2 separate regions of the Rattus norvegicus genome follow, and region 1 is linked to region 2. A link is a contact called in public Hi-C data. All regions are on one chromosome and are shown on one strand. The core of a region is the stretch at or near the end of the contact, and the rest is flanking DNA. Distances in the headings are between cores, read along the strand shown. Region 1 has its middle 100 kb from the start of Nudt4. Region 2 holds the start of Nudt4 (nudix hydrolase 4).

Region 1 (5,624 bases), core at 1,448-3,947, 100 kb after region 2:
AGAGGCTGACGTAAGCACCCTGCTGAGGTGTGAGATGGCAGGGTGGAGCTGCAAGGTCATCTTCATGGGTCAGGTCAACCGTGGGAGCATCCTGTTCTTTCCCAGTAGCTTCTCCTGCTGCCAGAGGAGTGAGAGCCTGTATAAAGCTCACTTTCAACTCAGCCCTGGCCCTGGCGTCTGCCCCTCCCTTTCAGTGCCTTGGCTGCTGTAAAGCTTCTTACTCCAGTAGCTTCACCACGCATTCTCCCTCAGCCTCTCTCTTCTGGGGCTGACATCTTGGCTCCATTCCTCAGGCCAGCACACCGGAAATAATCTCTCTCTCTCTCTTTCCTCTCTCTCTCTTAAGTTTACCTGATTTTTTCTTTCTTCTTTTCCAACACACACACACACACACACACACACACACACACACACACACACACACAGTGCACAGACTTTAAAAAAATCAACATCATAATATTTTTCCTTGTGTACACACGCGCATGTGTGCCTGCGAATGGTCACACATGTGCCATGGCATGCAGGTCAGAGGACAGCAGGTTCTGCCTTCCTACTGTGTGGTTTCTGGGAAGTGTGCTCCGGTGATAAGTTCGAGGTGCCGTAGCTGCCGCTCACTCACTGCCTCCAACCCTCCCCCCACGCACACACACTTTTCAGACTCAGAAAAATGGATGTTATGCTACCCCATAGCTGTCGTCACTGTCACAAGGTACCTCTAACTCAAACAGAATCTTGATGGTCATGGTGGTGCACGCCTGTAATCCCAGTGCCCTGGGGGTTGAGGCTTGTCTAGTCAACACTGGAGAGCCTATTTATAAACAAATCAAAACCAGGAATGCATTCTTCTTCCACAGTTCTGGAGGCCAGACACTCCAAACCCAGGGGCTGGGCTTCACGACGAGGGACTCTTGCCCTGGCTATCCTTCCTTCTCCATGTTCCTTGGCTAACACAGTATAGCTCCGATTTCCTTATTCGTCTACACAGGGCTACTTTCCCTTGGTGCTGGTCTGTATTCAAATCCACCCATCTTTACCATGACTGCATCAGGTCCAGTCTAACCCAATACATCATTTAAAGTTGTTTTTTTCTCTCTCCCTCTAAAGACCCTATTTCCAAATAAGGTCACGTTGTCACATACTAAAGTTACAGCTTTAACATAGCTGCTTTTGGAGTCACGAGACAATTGTCAACTGACGACCTCCGGTTGTCTGTTGCTTGGCATTTTTCAAAGCTATGCTGACAATCCCCATGGAAAGACACTGTTACATGAGGCTGACAGTGTGTAGCCTGATGTGGTGCGGATCTAAGTCCTTTGGTCATGACTTGGGAGAGCTGACCTCAGCTCATTGGTCCTCATGGATAAGATGGAGAGAAGAGGCCCAACTGCTCCCCGATGGCTATGTTGGTTCTTAGCACAGCATCTGGCTTGAGGGTTATACCACAGGCTTCATTTTCAGGGGAGTGGACCATCCTCTGTCCTCCACATTCGCACACAGTCCCATGTACTTAGAGCAGACGCTAACATCGGACTTCAGAGTCCCGGATGAATTCTTAGAACACCTACGTGTCTGTGTCTTAGCCACTTAAGCTTTCCAGACTAGACAGTGCTAAGCGAGCTCAAGATTTATCGGTGGGACAAGTTCATTCTGTTGTTCTTCTGCCCCTCCCTGTCCCCATCTTGTCTGTTTGCTAAGCTAAAAGAATCACGGGGAAAAGCTAGAAAGGAAACTTTGGGGGATATGTGCATATGTGTGCTTCAGTCTAGATTGACCCTGTGTGATTTTTTTTTCCCTGCCCACAAGGCTCCTCCCTCTACTCTCTCTACCCTGCACACATCCAGGCCCCACACAGGGTGGATAGAACTGGCTTGTCTTGGGTTTCTGCCGGTTTCATGGCTTTGATGCTGGCTCAGCTCTGAGGTAGCTGGGAAAGACAAACTATTATTTGTTACTTGGGAGGGGAAAAGGAAAGAAACCCCAGTCTTTTATCTCTGTGTCCTCTAAGTTGCCAGTCTCATGGCGGAGAGAGGGAACAAGTAGGTTTTATATTACTGTCATGGGAACATCAGAGAGCTCAGAGCCCTGGGAGTGCATGCAGGGGCCAGGGAGAAAAGAGGCCAGGCTCTCTCAGGCTTTCTCAGGGAATGGGGTGCTTTCAGGGAGCTGGGCTGCTGACACTGCTGCTGGTGATGGTGGCTGGCGGTTAGGCAGGAATGAGAGGAGCTGGGAACTTTAGTGAGCGGATCCCAAAGGGAGCCTCCAGCCAAGTGGGTAACCCATCCATAGCAAGGGGAACAAGCTGCTCTCTGCCTTATTTTCTTTAAAACCTTAACTTTTTAAAAGAAAATTTTACGCGCATGGATGTTTTGCCTGTGTCATTGGCAGGCAGGTACCATGGCCGCAGAGGTCAGAAGAAGGTGTCAGATCTCCCGGGACTGAAATTACAGTTCTAAGCTGACACGTTGGTGCCATGGCAGTGCTCAGAAGCAAACCTGGGTCTTCTGCAAGAACAGCGGGCTCTCTTCGAGGCTGAGCCATTTCTCCAGCCCTCTCCCCTTTCAAAGTATGACTGCTTACTGAGGAAGCAGGTCAATGGGTGTCATGGTTTAAAGATGTAATCCCAGCACTCGGTGGCCAGTGCAGGGAGAGGGCAAGGTTCAGGTCAGCCTGGGCTATGTTAGTGCAGCCCTGTTTTATCTCTTTGGCCCTCTGTTGTGCAACAACCCTCACATACACACAAAATCCTCTACCACATCGAAACACCACACTAAACCAACCAAGTCACCACCACCACCACCACCACCAAAAAGTAGACTATTCTTTTTCTTCTCCTCACTTGCTTATAGTCATGTGGACTTAGAACAGACACGAAGATATTTTTTATCATGTAAAATTGAAACGCTGTACTTTTGAAAGTAATTTTGGGTCAGGGTCTTACTGTGTAACCCAGGCTGCCTTAGATCGCATAAGTCTCCTGTTTCCTAAGGAGCCAACGTGTAAGGCATCTACCACGCGGATGAGCTTCATCTTGTCTTTTGACACGCAAATATTTAAAATATAAGATGGATGTGAAAGTTCTCATCTCTAGCCTTTAGAGAACTGAAACAGGACAATTGTCACAGATTCGAGGCCAATCTGGGCTTCCTAGTGAGTTTTAGTGGGACTTGGGCTAAAGCGTAGACCCCGTCAAAAACAACAATTTTATGAAGTCTAAAATGCACACACACACACACACACACACACACACACACACACACCCTTACACTTCTCAGCTTCTGCTGTTGTCTTTAAGAAACAATTCTACCCAAATATCATAGTTCATATCTGTAATTATAGCCATTTAAGAGGCTGAGGCAAGATAAGTACCACAAATCTGAGGCTAGCCTGGGCCACATAGTAAGTTCTGTCTCAAAACAACAACAACAACAACAACAACAACAACAACAAAAGCAGCAGCAGCAGCAGCAGCAACCACAACCACAACAGAACAAAACAAAAATCAAACCAACCAACTAAAACAAACAAAACCACAACAAAATAAAAAATAAATAAAATAAAAAGCAGAAAGAAAGAAAAAAAATGAAAACTTTGCCAAATCTGATGGCCTATGTTTAGGTGGGCCTGATGATGTGATTTTGGTAATTTTGAGTGTGTGTGTGTGTGTGTGTGTGTGTGTGTGTGTGTTTAAATACTTTATTAGGTTAAAAGATTCAACTTCATTGTTTGGTATCCTGGTGCTTCAGCAGTGGGAAAGAATTTCCCAGCTGAGTGATCTTGGCACCTATGTCAAAGACCTTTTGATGGGGCTGGAACAGAGCTCAGCAGGAGAGTGTTTGCCTAGTGTTTCACGTGAACTTTAGGATGATTGTTTTCAATTTCTAAAAGGAAATTGAGATTTTGACAGGGATTTGACTCCATCTGACGGTCTCTTTGGATGGTATCTCAGCAATCATAAGTCTCCAGTCCAAGACTCTAAGCTAGATTTCACTCTCTGTTTCACCAATCCCTGTTCTTTATTATTTTATTTTTCCACAATTTATAAAAGTTAGTTGCTAGTTTTATGCCACTTCCCCCTCTCCTTTTTGAGACAGGGCTTCTCAGTGTAGTCCTGGCTGCCCTGGAACTCGATCTGCAGACCAGGCTAGCCTTGAACTCACTGGAGATCTGCCTGCTTCTGCCTCCCAAGTACTGGGATTAAAGGCGTGTGCCATCGTCTGGTACCTTTCTCTGTTTAACTAAAACACAGCTATAGGCATCCCTCTCAGCCCCACACTTCACGCTGTCTCTGTTTTCTTTTTTCTCTAAGCTTACTCTGATCTCACTGTGATTTACTTGACCCACTGACTGTTGAAAGGTCTATTGTTTAGTTTCATATGTATGTATATATAGAACTTAAGCTACTGATTTCTAATTTCATCCCATCCCAGTCAAAGAAGATGCTTTGTACGAAGTGTATCATTTAAAATCTACTCAGGACCCAGGGAGGTAAAAGTTGACAAATACCTGTTCCACACACAAGCAGGAGGGCCTGAGTTTGGATCCCCAGTGCCCCTCTTCAACCTTAGCGTTCACAGTGGGGGAGGGACAGACACAGTTGAACTCTCAGAGATCATTGACCATCCAGCCTAGCCAACTGGTCAGCACTGTGCTCAGTGAAAGTCCCTGTCTCAAAATATAAGGTGGAGATCAATAAAGGATACCTGTGGTTGACTTTCATGTGCACGTACGTACATGGTCATGAACATGCACACATATATACCCACTCCCTACCACACACACACAGATACACACAGACACACACAGACACACACACAGACACACGCACATGAGAATTTGTGATCTAATATACTGTCTACTCTAACAGAGTAGTCTGGAAAATGTTTCTTGTGCACCTGGGATAACTGTTTTCTACCTGTGTTACGTATATCATATTGTATAATACTACTGTATAATATTATATTATACTGAAAGACCCCAGCTTAGCAGCAGTAACGCCATTTTACAAGGCTGTACTTAAGATGACTGGTTCAGGGAAAGGTTAGAACACTGAGTACACAGCGGCTGCCAAACAAGATGTGTTTGGTTGAAGGCCTGGCAACAGGAGGACTGCCGTTGAGCACCTGACAATGAGAAAAGCCCCGGGAGAGGTCCCACACCCTGGTGGGGGGGCCGAGTCAGCCGTTATGTTCCAAGAAGGTAGCTAAGAAACTTGCCCCCGGGCTGAACCCTTGGGGGGCCGAGTCAGTCCTTATGTTTCAGGAAGGTAGCTAGGAAACTTGCCCCCGGGCTAAACCCTTGCCATATTAGAATCCACCAATTATATCCCTGTAACCATGCATCTGCTTCTGTATGCTTGCTTCTGCTCCCCAAAATCCTATAAAAGCCCATCCTTGGTTCCGTGGGGCGCGCCAGTCCCCCGAGTGACTGAAGCGCCTGCAGGTGCCTGTGCCTGTGTATCCCGACAATAAACCAAATCCTCTTGCTGATTGCATCCTGTGGTGTCTCAGTCTGGTCTTTGGAGTTAGAGGGTCTCCATCCCGAGGGAAAGTTCTCCCTGAGAGCTTTTCAATACATATATTATACTGCATGATATTTCACCTTCTTTACTTATTTTCTATGTGATG
Region 2 (6,046 bases), core at 298-2,797:
GTCAGACAGGATCCTTGGTCACTATTCGCTACTACGCGCTTTTATGTTTAGTTTGTCTGGCCCTAGAACGGTGCCTCCTTCAAAGAGTCCCCCGACCCCTCCCTCGAGAGACTGAATTTAAGGCTTACTGGCTTTTCTCCCTTTGTGCACTTTTAAAAAAGCCCTTATATTTCGTTCTCTTCTAAGTAGAACCGCTTCAAAGACCTTTCTTTCTCTGGAAGTTCCTTCAGGATTCGGGTTTAACACTTAAAAGGTTTCAAAACAACCTGAACTGTTTGTTTCTTAAAAAAAAAATAAATATAATGCAAGAGCGGTTTAAAGATCATAACTTTCTAGCACGCGGTTTTTTTTGTTAACAACCACTGAGTGTATGCTGTCATAGCTAACTACTGGGCCTTGCAATAAGGAAGCCATTAAATTCCCATCTCCGGCTTTACATCTTGTGCTCTTCTGGGCACGGGTATAGAAGCAGAACTCAGAACGACAACTTTTTCCTCTATCAGTTCATTTTAGGTGTGGCAGCGCTACAAGATTTCCCCCAGCTACCAAGTGACTTAACTATCCAGAGCAAGATTAAAAAAAAAATCAATCATTTAAAAACCGAATATAACTGAAATTAAACATAATAGGCCCTCCCAGAGAATACTCCAAAGGCCCCTATCAAACCAATGCGGTGGGGAGGGTAAAATTACACGCCGCTCCTTCCCAGATGTCAAGTCACACCGCAGAACAGTCTTGAGAAACCAGAAGAGCGAGAGATCGCCGGGCCGAAAAGAGCGACTTTGCCCCGGTTTCTGGCCTATCTTGTCCTTTTTGGCCTCATTCCATCTCTCGCTGGCCATCTTTCGGTCGTCAGAGAAACTTTAAAAGCGGAGGCCGCTTTGCCAAAAAAGAGGTATCTAACGTAATTAAACCAACAGCCTGCGATCTAATGGGCGAGCCCAGCGACCGGTCTCCAGCTCCGGGCGTGAGGGTTGCCGGTGACCCGCAGACCGGGGGGATGCAGGGGGCTGCGGGATGGAGCCCGGCCGCCAGCCTTTGTCCCCGCGCTTACCTCGTCCTCCTGCTCGCTGCGGAAGCACAGGCAGGCCGCCCGCTTCTTGAAGCCCTCGCGGTCGTATGTCCGCGTCTGGTTGGGCTTGAACTTCATCCTAGAGCCGGGCTCCTGCAGCCGCTGCTCCGGCCGCCACCGTGGGGACCCGGCCGCCGCCACCCCGCCGGGGAGTCGGACCGAACGAAGTCGCGGTGCTCCGGAGCCGGTGGGACGGGAGGCGGCGGCGGCGCGGACACGGACGGCGAGGCCGGGCGGCCGCCGGGACGCGGGGCGGAACGCGGGTCACTGCAGTCCGGGCGCAGCGGTGGTAGCGCCGCCTCTGCTCGGGCGCCCGCCGCTCTCCATGGAGCCCGCAGCCGCTTGCAGCCACTCTTTGCTTGCACCCGCCGCCGCCGCCGCCACCGCCGCCGCCGGGGGAAGAGCGCGGCTCGTGGCTCGTGCCACGCGGAGACAGTTGGAAGCGGCGGCGCAAACCGGGCAGAGACGCCAAGGATGCGCGCCGCCCCCTTCGCCCGCATTTAAGCTGGGCTCCCGCGCGCGCGCGTGCGCGCGCTCTTTTGCGCGCGCCATTACGCCTGCGTGCCAGGACCGTTGCCGGGAGGGGGTGGGGTGGGGAGCTAGGGGTGCGGCTTCGGCCTGCTCGGGGGCGGGGCTTGAGACCTAAGTCTAGGGCTCTACCAGCTCTGCCCTGCCCTCCGGCCAGTGCTCGAGCCGAGTCGCCTTGGAGGGGGTTGGGGCGTGCTTTGTACAAGGCCACAGAAGGGAAGCGATCCGAGACTTCCTGGCCCTCCGTTTTAGTTGTTCGATAGAGTTCCCTTTAGGGACGGGCCCCCAGTATGGGGCCTGGAGCCAGGGTTCCCGGAGCCATTGCATGACTACGGAAGCTTCGCGGTTAGCGCCGCTAGCGAAGGCTAGGATGGTTAAGTTCATTGAGTTCTCTCTCTCCTCTCCCCTTCCTTCTCCTCTTCCCCTATTCCCTCCTTCGATGAGGGTGCCTTTATGTGCTCTTCAAGAGTCAGCTCAAGGGTTGGGGATTTAGCTCAGCGGTAGAGCGCTTGCCTAGCGAGCTCAAGGCCCTGGGTTCGGTCCCCAGCTCCGAAAAAAAAGAAAAAAAAAAAAAAAAGTCAGCTCAAGCTTTGAAATGTACTATAGACAATTGTCTGTGTTTGTAGCATCCCCCCCTCCCCATCTCGGTTCACCCTCCAGAGTGCATTCAGGCACACGGGTTATGGCTGTTATTCTGTGTATATCTCATTCTAAGTAAGGCCACAGCAGTAAATCAATGGTATTTTTGTTGTCTGGAAGCTTACAGTCTTAGGCACTTGGAACAACTCCCCATGTTTCAGTGCCATTGAGGGCCAAGATAGAAGGTAGGAGACCTGACATCACTGGAATTCAAGAAAACTCCTAATCCAAATCAGGTGTGGAATCCCAGGTATGTAACTCCAGCACTTGAGAGGCAAAACCAGAAGGATTAGGAATTCAAGGTCATTCCCCAATGTATTTGGAATTGGTGAGACTACACAGGTCTACATGAGACCCTATTTCAAAACCCCAACTCCTAACCAACCCACTGGAGCTCCGCTTCCCACAAAACTGTTTAGACAGCCACATCCGTTTGTTTTTCATTCCTGGAAGGCCTCCGATGTGCCAGGCATCTTACAAAACCGGTCAGACCCTGCCCTCAGAATAAGAACCTAAGAACAGAGAAATAGTGACCAATCACAGGATGACCCATTAAACTGATGTGGGAGTAGTGGGTTCCAGAGATCTTTGACCAGAGGAGAAAGAAGTAAGCTTCGTAGGAAGCTAAGGCAGCAAGGGGAGGAGCCGAGAAGACAAAGAGCTGAACTCTCAGGAGCCCAGAACTGGAGTTTATGCAAAGGTCAGGGAGGCAGAGAGGGAGGGTGCAGAGCTCTTAGCAATGAAACATGGCAATGCGGCTGTAGAGGGAACCGGAAGCTTATACCGCAAGCCCTGTGAGGCTTCACTGAGAGCAGGGCTGCCTTGGTGAGCTACGTCACTCCTTTGATTTGAAACTGTCGTGCTTGTTTTACCCCAGAGCCTAGAAGAGGCAAGTTTGGAGAATGAGTTAATGTTGAATAGGCGGTTTAAGGAATGAAGCTTCACCACAATTAGAAATCAAGTCTGTACAGAGACACTTTCCAAGCTGTTCTTACTGAAGCCACTTGAAGTCCAGGGTTTACAAACATACATTTACCCAGGAATTCCAGTAGGACTGATACACAAGTGCTGTTTTTAGATAATTTGAGTCCTGTTGATAAAGTGTTTTTTTTTTTTTTTTAATCATGTTTTGTTTTGAGATAGGGTCTCCTGTAGCCCAGGCTGGCCTAGAATTCCTGATCCTATCTTTGAAGTGCTGTGTTATAGGCATGTTTCCACGTGCCTGGCTTTAAGGTAATCCTTTCAGATGGATGAAGAAGATTCAATTTCCCCCTCCTCAAATTCTTCAGTGATCTGGCTTCTCGAAGTGGGCGCTTAATAAATAGGATGGCAGAACCGAATGGTAATTTGTTCATCTCATTTATGTGTATGAATTTTTGCTTACATGTTTGCGTACATACCTGCACCGTATGTGTGCGTGGTGTCCTTGGAGGACAGAAGAGGACATCAGATCTCCCTGAAACGAGCTGAGGATGGTTGTCAGCCACTCTGTGACTGCTAGGATCTGAAACTGGGTCACCTGGAAGAGTAGCAGGTGCTTTTAACCACTGAGCCATCTCTCCATCCCCTTTCTCGTTTATTGGTTACAGAAGATGAAGGGCTAGAATAAGGGAAAAGATGTTTGGAACCAAATTGCTAAAGGGAAAAAGTCCAGCAGAGACTTGGCGAATGTGAGCAGGAGACACCTTCTTTTAGCTTCCAGGCACTAAACTTGGTGGAAAAAAAGTCCTGGCTTCAGCTCCTACAAGTACTAACGATTACATGTTTGGGTGTCTGAGCCCCCAAAGGTTCTCATCTCTCAAATGGGTAGACTAATTTGCTACATTCTTGCACAAGGTTGTAAGTCTGAAAGCGCTTTGAAGTTCCAAAGAATTTAAAGGAACACATTAAAGGACAAAACACTTTTTGTTGTCTCTCAAAATAGGGTTTCTGTGTGTAGCCCTGGCTATCCTGGAATTCTCTCTGTAGACCCTGGTTGACCTCAGACTCAGACATGAGATCAGCCTGCCTCTGCCTCCAGAGTGCTTACAAACCACCACTACCCAGCTCAACAAGGATTAGAATCGTTGCTTTAAGAAGGAGTCTTTCCTGTGGCTCAGGCTGACCTTGAACTCTCAGGCTTCTGGCTCAGTCTCCCTGGGATTACAGGCCTGTATTTTGGGTTTTAATGCACTGCGAGGGGGGAGATTCTTATCAGAGAGCTCTCCAAGTCCCTCCCTCTTCCCCTACTCAAAGTTTAGAAGAGTATTGCAGAAGACTTGGAGTTTAACATGGGATGGAAGGGGCTTAAATATTGTAATAAATTATTTAAACTGACAACTTTGTTGTTGTTGTTTATTGAGACAAAGTTTCTCTGTGGAACAGCGTCCTGTCTGTCCTGGACCGCATTCGTAGACCAGGCTGGCCTTGAACTCACAGAACTCCACCTGCCTCTGCCTGCCAAGTACTGGGATTAAAGACATGGGCCACCACACTCAGCTAAACTGAAGACTCTTAATAGTCTAAATCACCTACTCCTTTCCCATACGTAATTATCAATTCACTTGTAATTATTTGAGACAGGCCCAACAGAAGAGGAAGCTGGTCTGACTAAGACAAGGATAAAGACCAGCCACAAAGCCAGGCCTTCATGTGCCCTTGTCAATTCTTGGGAATCAGGGAGCTCAAATCTCCCAGCTTAGTGTTGTTTAACGAGTATTATGCATCTGAAATGAGCTTAGGCACTGTTCAAAGCTTAGATCCTATCCGCTCAGATCACGGTTGAGATAGACAGGCTGTTTTTCCTCTGCAGAACCAGTAAAGACTGAGCAATACCGGTCAGTTCTCTTGGGGACCGGAGTCTAGTTTCAGATTAATGTCTGTTTAGTTCATTGACCACACAGTATTGTGTTACTTGGAATTTAGCACCCACAGTGCCATTTTGTACCTTTATTCCCAATTTTTCTGAACCCTGTTTAACATGGGCTTTATAGGGTCTTTGCCCGCCCACCTCCCATGTGCCCCCCGCCCCCCATTTTTTAACCAGGTAGCAGAGACTCTTCAGAGTATGACCCCTGGGTACGGAAGGGTGTCTGCCTTGTCCTAGATCCCAGTGTTACTTTCAACTGAGTTCTTTCTCTGGGTGAAACTGTGATCCTGAAATGGTTCTTTGCAGGACCTTCTACTGATGCTGGAAGTTCTTCTTTCTCCTGTGCTGACTTGGTTGCCTGATCTCATTTGACCATCCCAGTTGCAGCACCACGGGACAGCTGTTGGGGCTTTTGTTCTATCCGTTTTGTTTTGGTTTGCTCCATCAGAGTAAGTCCCAAGCTAGCCTCAAACTCATCCTGTCCCAAGGCCGACTCGACCACTACGTCCTGTCTCAGCCTCGGGCGTTCTGGAAATACAGGCCTATTCTACCACACTCAGCTGTTTTTTATTCCCATTTCATAGACTGCCAGACTCTTTGCAATGCCTGCCTCGCTGCTGCGAGCAAGTCCTGCTGACAGTACATAATAACCATTAGTTAGTGTGTGGCTACTTTCTAACACAGAGTTTCTTTAGTGTTTAAAGTGAAATGGAGCTGGGTGGGGATCAGGAGGGAGGACTCTCTTGAGGCGGGACATGGAAGTGTGAATCCGGATTACAATTCAATTTACTCTCGAGTTTTTCTTTTTTGTTGTGTTTTGTTTCATTATTCAGACACGCTGGTGACTAAAGGCGTAAGTCTTTAAACCAGTGGTTCTCAAGCTGTGGGTCGCAACCCAAGGAGGGGCTGCAGGACCCCTCCCAAGGGTCCCTTACCAGATCAAAATTACAATTATGGAG

What was found. Hi-C and Micro-C count contacts between places; a contact is called where the count stands out from the background.
Region 1: a Hi-C map of liver shows a contact between it and region 2, with 2.4 times the contacts expected there. The contact joins the enhancer-like site here to the promoter of Nudt4 in region 2. A contact is called at or near these places in 3 of 12 Hi-C or Micro-C datasets (hepatocytes and liver).

What each region holds. Positions count from the first base shown.
Region 1 is chr7:32,193,559-32,199,182 of GRCr8, forward strand. No RefSeq gene overlaps it. Among named protein-coding and RNA genes, the nearest start is that of Nudt4, 100 kb to the left of the region's middle. Within about 2 kb of position 2,698, at least 4 of the 93 cell types and tissues checked have an H3K27ac peak or open chromatin away from gene starts, as enhancers often do. A contact at or near this core is called in hepatocytes and liver, where this site is marked.
Region 2 is chr7:32,089,944-32,095,989 of GRCr8, forward strand. Nudt4 (nudix hydrolase 4) reads right to left here and starts at 1,548. Exons shown (of 5, transcript NM_053598.3): 1 at 1,055-1,548. The coding sequence starts at 1,150. LOC102546610 (a long non-coding RNA gene) reads right to left here. Exons shown (of 2, transcript XR_355410.4): 2 at 5,885-6,046.